Linked DNA regions of Rattus norvegicus: region 1 is linked to region 2. A link is a contact called in public Hi-C data. All regions are on one chromosome and are shown on one strand. The core of a region is the stretch at or near the end of the contact, and the rest is flanking DNA. Distances in the headings are between cores, read along the strand shown. Region 1 holds the start of Psmb7 (proteasome 20S subunit beta 7). Region 2 has its middle 9.4 kb from the start of Dpf3l1.

Region 1 (3,560 bases), core at 511-3,010, 210 kb after region 2:
AAGTGAATTTTTGAACAGTTTTTGTCAGCAACAACCATCCCTTCAGTTGCTCTCGTGTCTGCTCCAAGAACTATTCCATCCTATTTTTAAAGGAAAAAAAAAGTTTTCAATAATTTATATACATAAGGAATTATTTAAGAAAAGCAATGTTGGCCATTCTCTGCTCCCATAATTCCATATCCCTAGTCAAAATTCCTACCAAAACTATTGTCCTACATTTTCAGCATATCCTTAATAAATGTTACGGCTAAATCCTCAGGTGATTAAGACTTATTTTCATCTTCAATCAAGGCTCAGAGATTCAGTAAATTCCTTACAAATCACAGATCTAAACTGGAAAGAAAAAACGTAGAATGAAGATCCACAATCTTTCCAACAAAATAACCACTTCTAGGTCAGCAAGGTTGTTCAGCGAGTAAAAAACACTAGCCCTGCAAGTCTGTTAAACTGACTTCCACTGCAAGAACCCACATGAGGCTCAGAATAGACTCCACCAAGTTGTTCTCTGACCTCTCCACTTTTCCCATAGCATGTGCACACACACCTATACAGAGAAAAATCAAGGAAACAGCTACCTCTATCAGTTTTTGAAATGTGTCTCTCTTTACCCATTAACAACATTAATCACTAGCCTTTATGATTTTTACAGTTTATTTCAGGATTTCTCTCCATTTGATGGATGGAGTTTTAACTCTGTGAAGAAAGCTGAGGGCAGAGTGGCCTGCCAGTAATCACTTAATCCCAACGTTCCAGAAGCGAATGCAGAAGCAGGTAAATCTCTGGGAGTTTAAAGCAGCCTGATCTACCCGTTATGTTCCAGGGCAGTCAGGGCTATATAATGAGACCCTGTCTCAAAACAGGGGAGACTGAACTGTCCATGCAGTTCAATAGAAGCAGTATAAATGCATTAAACATCTAGACTAACCAATTAATCCCAAATTCTGTGCTTTCCCATTATATCATCCCGCTTCCTAGAGCACCTTAGGAAAAACCAAATTGCCCTCACATCTAAAACTTCAAAATGAATAAATACAAACTATTTAATGGGTAAAACCTCCTGGTTAAAGCATTTCCTAATAAAAGCCGTTTTTTATGATGCACCCTGACATTTGCACTGGCAGATCTAGCTGGAAGTTTGAGTCCAAGTGGTCTAACTACTGTTAAAAGGTCAGTTACTGCTACGGTCGGCCTATCTCGGCTTACCTTATAGACCACCCCCGCGATGGTAGTGCCAGTTTTCCGAGCTTTCGGAAGTTTGAACCCCTTTTTTGCAAAATCAGCTTCCAAGACCGCATTCCTAAGGGAAGACACAGAAAGCAAGTGTTAGAGGACAAGACCACTGGCGCGAAGAGTGGGTGCTTAGGAGGGAACTCAGTTTGCTTCCACCCTCGTCTGTTTACTGGATTCTCCCATCATCAGCACCATCCGCGAGCAAGAAGAGACTGGGGCTATGACCCCCGCCCCACTAAAGACACAGGAAGGACCAAATCCTTACACACAGGCAAGGGGAGAGAGCCGCGCCGGTCTCAGAAGCAGCCCACGCTGGGGCCCGATTCCCTGAGTCACTCGGCCGCGGGCATCATCCCCACGCTCGCCTAAGGCCTCCGACCTAGGCCGCAGCCCAGCTCCGGCACGACCCCGGGTTCGGAACTCCTACTCGCGTCCCGATCGCGCCCCTGAGCATGAACATACCTGCGGCAATTATCAAAAGAAAAGCCTCCGACCGGTGCCTGAAACACCGACACAGCCGCCATCTTCCCAAGAAAGTGCTTCCGGGCCGAGGGCGGAGCAACCAAAAAGAATTTACACTTCCGGCGCAGCTGGGGAACAGGATGAAAGGGCGGGGCAAACTTGGAACTGGCTTTATTGGGCATAGAGTTCCTGAGTTCTCCTGAGTTCCTAGAGAGGCTCGGATCTTTGGAACATTTTGCCTCAAATCCTGGGGAGAGGAAACTAAAGACCAGCCGAAGGGACAGTATTTGTTAAGTCAGATAAATAAAATTCCCCCAATTACCAAATCTCCTGGCGCTCAGACCAGATCTGTTTCTACCGTTAAATTAGAATCCCTCATGTTTCAGGGACATCCACACACCCCAGGTCCCAGCCGCTGAGCAAGTCCCTTCAACTCCCTATTTCCTCCTGTGCGGCGAAGCTTTCACCTTCCTCAGAAAGCCAGACACATGAAAAGATGTTTCACGCCACGAGGCATGAGGGAAATGCAACCCCCAGCCCCCAATGAGATACTTTGGACCCACTACAACGACTGGAGTCGGACAGAGAAAATCACAAGTGTTGGAGAGAATGTATAAATTTAACTCTCATCTGTGACAGGTGGGAATGTAAAATGGTCATCTGCTCCGCAAAATGAATTGGATCTTAAACCTGAATTGTCACTGAAAAACTAAGTTCACAAGTGCTTCTTCACAAATAGGCATAGCAACGAGGGTCATAACAGACAAATCTGGAAACAGCAAAAATGCCCATTGACAGATGAATGAATAAACAAAATGTGATATATCAACATAGTGGAATAGTATTGGGCCATGAAAGGGAAGGAAATGTGATACCAACTAAATCAGGGGTGAACCTTGAAAACAATTTGCTAAGTATAAAGAGGGTAGGCATGGAAAAAAACACATTGCATAATTACATTCACATGTGATATGCATGTACATTCATGTGTAATCGAGTTCACATGCCTGTGAGTGCATGTGGGTGCATGTATATGGAGGCCCAAGGTTAATGTTGGGAGTCTTCCATTACTCTCCACCTTACCTTTGAGGCATAGTCTCTCAGTTGAACCCAGAGCTCACCAATACAAGATGGTTAGCCATCTTGCTCCAAGGATCCCTGCCCCTGTCCTCTGAGCACTGGCATTACAAGTCAACCGATACACCCACCAGCATTTACATGGATTCTGGGGATTCAAACTCCAATCCTCATGCTTGCATAGCAAGTTGTTCAACTTCTGGGCCATCTCCCTAGCCCTATACAGTTCCATTTGTATGAAGTATCTCAAAATAGACAAATCCATAGAAGCATAAAGTGAATCAGTAGTTATTAGGGCTGAAGAAGAGGCACGGGATTGTACAGTGGGCACAGAGTTCAAAATGTTATTCAGCATTATGAATGCAATGTTATGTAAATTTTAACAAAATCTCCTACTGAGAGAAATGTAATGCTTGCTGTGGAAGTCAGGGAAAAAATTTAAACTTACTTAGACAATAGGTGACACCCTCCACGACTATGAAATTAATTCATTTGCAAATATTTATTAAGTACCTACTATGTGCCTAGCATAATGAATGAATGAATGGCATCCCAAGGGTCTAGAACCAGTGTCTCAACTATGATTTTAGTAAATGTTCACTACAAATAAAGTTCTATCTGATTGCATCTCTGGGTCTTTTGAAATAAAATAAATTTAATTTTGAAGCCCTACCCCTTGTGCTAAGAATAGACTAGGAGAGTGGGTCCTAATCCAGTGTAGCTTGAGTCCTTGCTTGTTGACAGCCACAGGTGAAGATAACAATTCCTTATAATGTTTCTGCGGCTAGGAA
Region 2 (3,523 bases), core at 274-2,773:
GAAAACTACACAGAATCTCACCCTGCACCTCCAGCCCTGCTCACTGTGACCCTATAGCCCCATTGCCCCATGTCAACCCAGCATATACAAAGTCAGCTACCCGAGTATCACTGTCAACCACACCTCAGCTGTTTATACCCACATGGTGTTACATGCACGGTCCTGTGACTTCTTCAGTCCACTTGCAATTCTATGTCCCATCAGCCCTTCCAGTAACATTGATGCCTCCCTACAGAGTCCTGACTGCAAGCCCATTGCTCACGGTGACCCTATAGCCCAGTTTGGGCCTGTTGTCCCACCCTAGATATAGCCTGCCATTGCCACTTTCCAGGAGCTGGCTCCATGTTATTGGACTGAGGAGGCCATGATGTGTCCTCACCTGGAAACAGAGCAAGCATGAAGAAAAGCCTTTGTCTGCTATGCTGAGGAGAGCAGAACCCCTGGGTGTCCCTCCCCTGAGTGGCCCCTCCCTTGAGTGCCCCCTCCCCTGAGTGGCCTCTCCCCTAAGTAGCCCCTCCCCTGGGTGCCTCCTCCCCTAGGTGCCTCCTCCCCTGAGTGGCCCCTCCCTTGGGTGCTCCCTCCCCTGAGTGGCCCCTCCCCTAGGTTTTCCCTCCTCTGAATGGTCCCTGCCCTGGGTGCCCCTTCCCCTGGATGCTCCATCCCCTGAGTGACCCCTCCCCTGGGTGCCCCCCTCTTAAAGGCACTAAGTAGAGCCTGTTCAGAGTTGTGTCAAACTCTTTCCATACCCTGGGGTGATTGTAGGGTCCAACAGAAATAGTGGGGTTACTCTATAGAGCCCTAGCAGTCTTGAGGGAAGGGTAGTTCTCCAGGCAGCTGGCCCCACCATGCTATATGTAGAGCAAGCCTGGGGTGTGAGCATTAGACAAAGGAACCCACACCAGGGAGAAGCTATGCCAGGATCCTGGATCTCAGTTCCTGCCTCCTGGAGAATATCTGGCCCTCAACTGTTAGAAGGGCAGAAGCTCAGAACTCCTTCACCTTTCACCCACCAGGTACCTCACTGGCCTCACCTCCCAGAGGAGGTGATTACCACAGGCTCTTTACACTACAGACAGAGCTCATGAGTCGTTCAAGTCTGAAATCACCTAGATCTAATTCAGAATTGAAGCTCTGCTTTTTAACAGTCACAAGCCTGAGTTTCCCTCCCTGTAAAATGCAGATAATAATTTTTCACTTCTCATAGTGGTTGTGAAAAATATGAGGAGTTAAAACCCTGGCACATAGTAGGGCCTCAGCCAGCCGATAAGCCTTGGACAGTGTGACTGTCTTATTTAACACCGAGTCCCAAAGCCCAGCACACTGCCCAGCACACAGTAGGTGCTTAATATTTGTTCATGGGATTAATGAAGCCTCCTTAACCTCCAGCCCTCAAAGTTTGCCTCATCGTGTCTCCCTTCTTCCCAAACTCTGCTCCCTAAGGTTTTCCCTGCAAAGGTCAACTGGTAAGTCAACAGGACCAGAGTTGGCCACCTTCCAGAGCTGGGAGCCCTGAGTTGCAATGTCAGATCCTGGTCACTAGGGGGCAAAGTCTCTTAAGGTTTCTGCAGGGGCTCAAGTCCTTGCCACTCGGGGGCCACAGGGGACTTGAAAGGGTGCAGACAACTAGGTCCTATCTCCTTGCTTCTCTGGCTAAAGAACCTTGGTACTGCTCTCCTGAAACTCAACGGAAGAGAGCCTTACACTCTGTTTTACTTGGCTACTCAGAACGTGGCTATTTGTCAGGTTTGACCTGGCCTCATCCCTTGAAGTTTTAACCTGTTCACCAGTGTCCTGGCTTTACTCACTATGCAGGCACACCCAAACCTCAAGATTTCCTGTTGCTCCCAGCCCAAGAAGTCCAGGTTAGCAAAACTAGATGACCCGTTTGCTACCCATTTGATAGATGGGAGAGCTGAGGCCCACAGAAGAAGAAAGTTCCTTTTTTTCACCAAGCTGTTTAGCAATTGCCCTAGGGGAGGAAGACCATGAAGTCTTCCTTGTGTTCTATTCCCCATCCTGGAGAAAGTTCCTGCCCTGCCTCACTGCATCCTCTGCCACGACTTGACAAAGTTACACCTGTCAGCCATTACAGCTTCAGCGAGGGAGCCCTGGCAAGGGTGTCCCAGTTCACAGGTAACAGGTCACAGTTTGTCCTGGGGATTGTCTGACTTCCAGGCCCACCTCCTTTATACTAAGTCAAACTATGTATGATTGCCATTCCCACAGGCCAAAGAATTTCAGATACCTAGTATACTTAAACTATTGCTTTGGACACCCTCTTCCCCTGTAAAAGGAAGGAACCATTCTTGAACTATTCTAGTGGCAGTGAGGGGCAAAGGGTGGTTTCTTCAGGTACGAAATAGATTACTATTGCTAGAGAGATTGGCCTGCAAGGTCCCCCGAAAGAACCTGCGTAGCCAAGCTCAAGGACGTCTACCCACAGATGTCATGTACCCCGAGTGGGAGAGATTCAGGCCGCATGGGCTAGATGTCATGGGGGTCCCTCAGAAGCAAGCAAGTCCACATGGTAGGAATGTAGAATGTCACAGAATACAGTAGCTGGAAAGGCACAGAGGGAAGGTGGATGTTGAGGAATGTCATAAGATGCTTTGGAATGTCAGAGAATGTTACAAGGCATCATGGGTTCTTGTAAATGTCAAATGACCCTGTAGAGTGCTCTGCTTGGTCGTCAAAGTCGTCGGATGTCAAGGACCACTTTCCAGTGCTACCAGGCAATGCCGAGGAGGACTGTAAATGCCATGATGACGTGGACAGTCCTCCTGGTCCGTAAAAGGCTGTTTGCTGGGAAGCCACAGCATGTCTCGGGAACCTCAAGCCCGGGAAGTACTTTGGAGATCACACGGATTCACTTGCACGTTTTGCAGATGGGAAAACTGAGGGCGGTGGTGGTACACAGTCCGTGTCTGGTGGACATACAGAGGCAGAAACTGATTTGAGCCTCTGGCCTCCCAGGCTGAACAGCCTCCCTGGGCCAGGGGCTCTTGGGGACTAATTAACCCCCGTGATGGAAACAGCGGTGCCCAGGGGGTATTGAGCAAACCTCCCAGTTCTGGCTGGCACTGGCCCTCTGTCAGGATGGGAATTAACTCCACGTGTGGGGCTTTCTGGTCTGGAGCATGAAATAATGAGTTATTTGTGTGGAAATCAACAGCATACCAGCTCCGCAGCCTGGTGAGGGTGGGTGTGTTGCGGGAGCCCTTGAAGGTATTCTCCAGGCTCCGGGACACAGAAGGGAGCCTCTGGCCTTCCTGGCTTGTCACAGTCAAGGACTTAGAAGTGCCAGTTTTGTCTAGAGCTTTTGGTATGGGTCTAGGGGCTCAGGAATGGGGGGTGAGAAAACTAGAGAGGGACCTTTGAAGAGGAAGCGCTGATGTCACACTGTGCCTTTGTGTCAAAGGTCAGGTGGTAAGAGGGGATGTGAGCTTATAGTGTGAGTCTGAGACACCCACGGCTTTCTTGGAAGATTTTGGGAATGGTGTCATGAGGCCTTGAGGACGCATGA

Evidence for each region. A called contact is a pair of places that touch in the nucleus more often than the background predicts.
Region 1: a Hi-C map of psoas muscle shows a contact between it and region 2, with 2.3 times the contacts expected there. The contact joins the promoter of Psmb7 here to the enhancer-like site in region 2. A contact is called at or near these places in 2 of 12 Hi-C or Micro-C datasets (hepatocytes and psoas muscle).

What each region holds. Positions count from the first base shown.
Region 1 is chr3:42,825,710-42,829,269 of GRCr8, forward strand. It overlaps Psmb7 (proteasome 20S subunit beta 7), which reads right to left and starts at 1,761. Exons shown (of 8, transcript NM_053532.1): 1 at 1,693-1,761; 2 at 1,204-1,297; 3 at 1-80. The coding sequence starts at 1,754.
Region 2 is chr3:42,613,243-42,616,765 of GRCr8, forward strand. No RefSeq gene overlaps it. Among named protein-coding and RNA genes, the nearest start is that of Dpf3l1, 9.4 kb to the right of the region's middle. Within about 2 kb of position 1,524, at least 2 of the 93 cell types and tissues checked have an H3K27ac peak or open chromatin away from gene starts, as enhancers often do.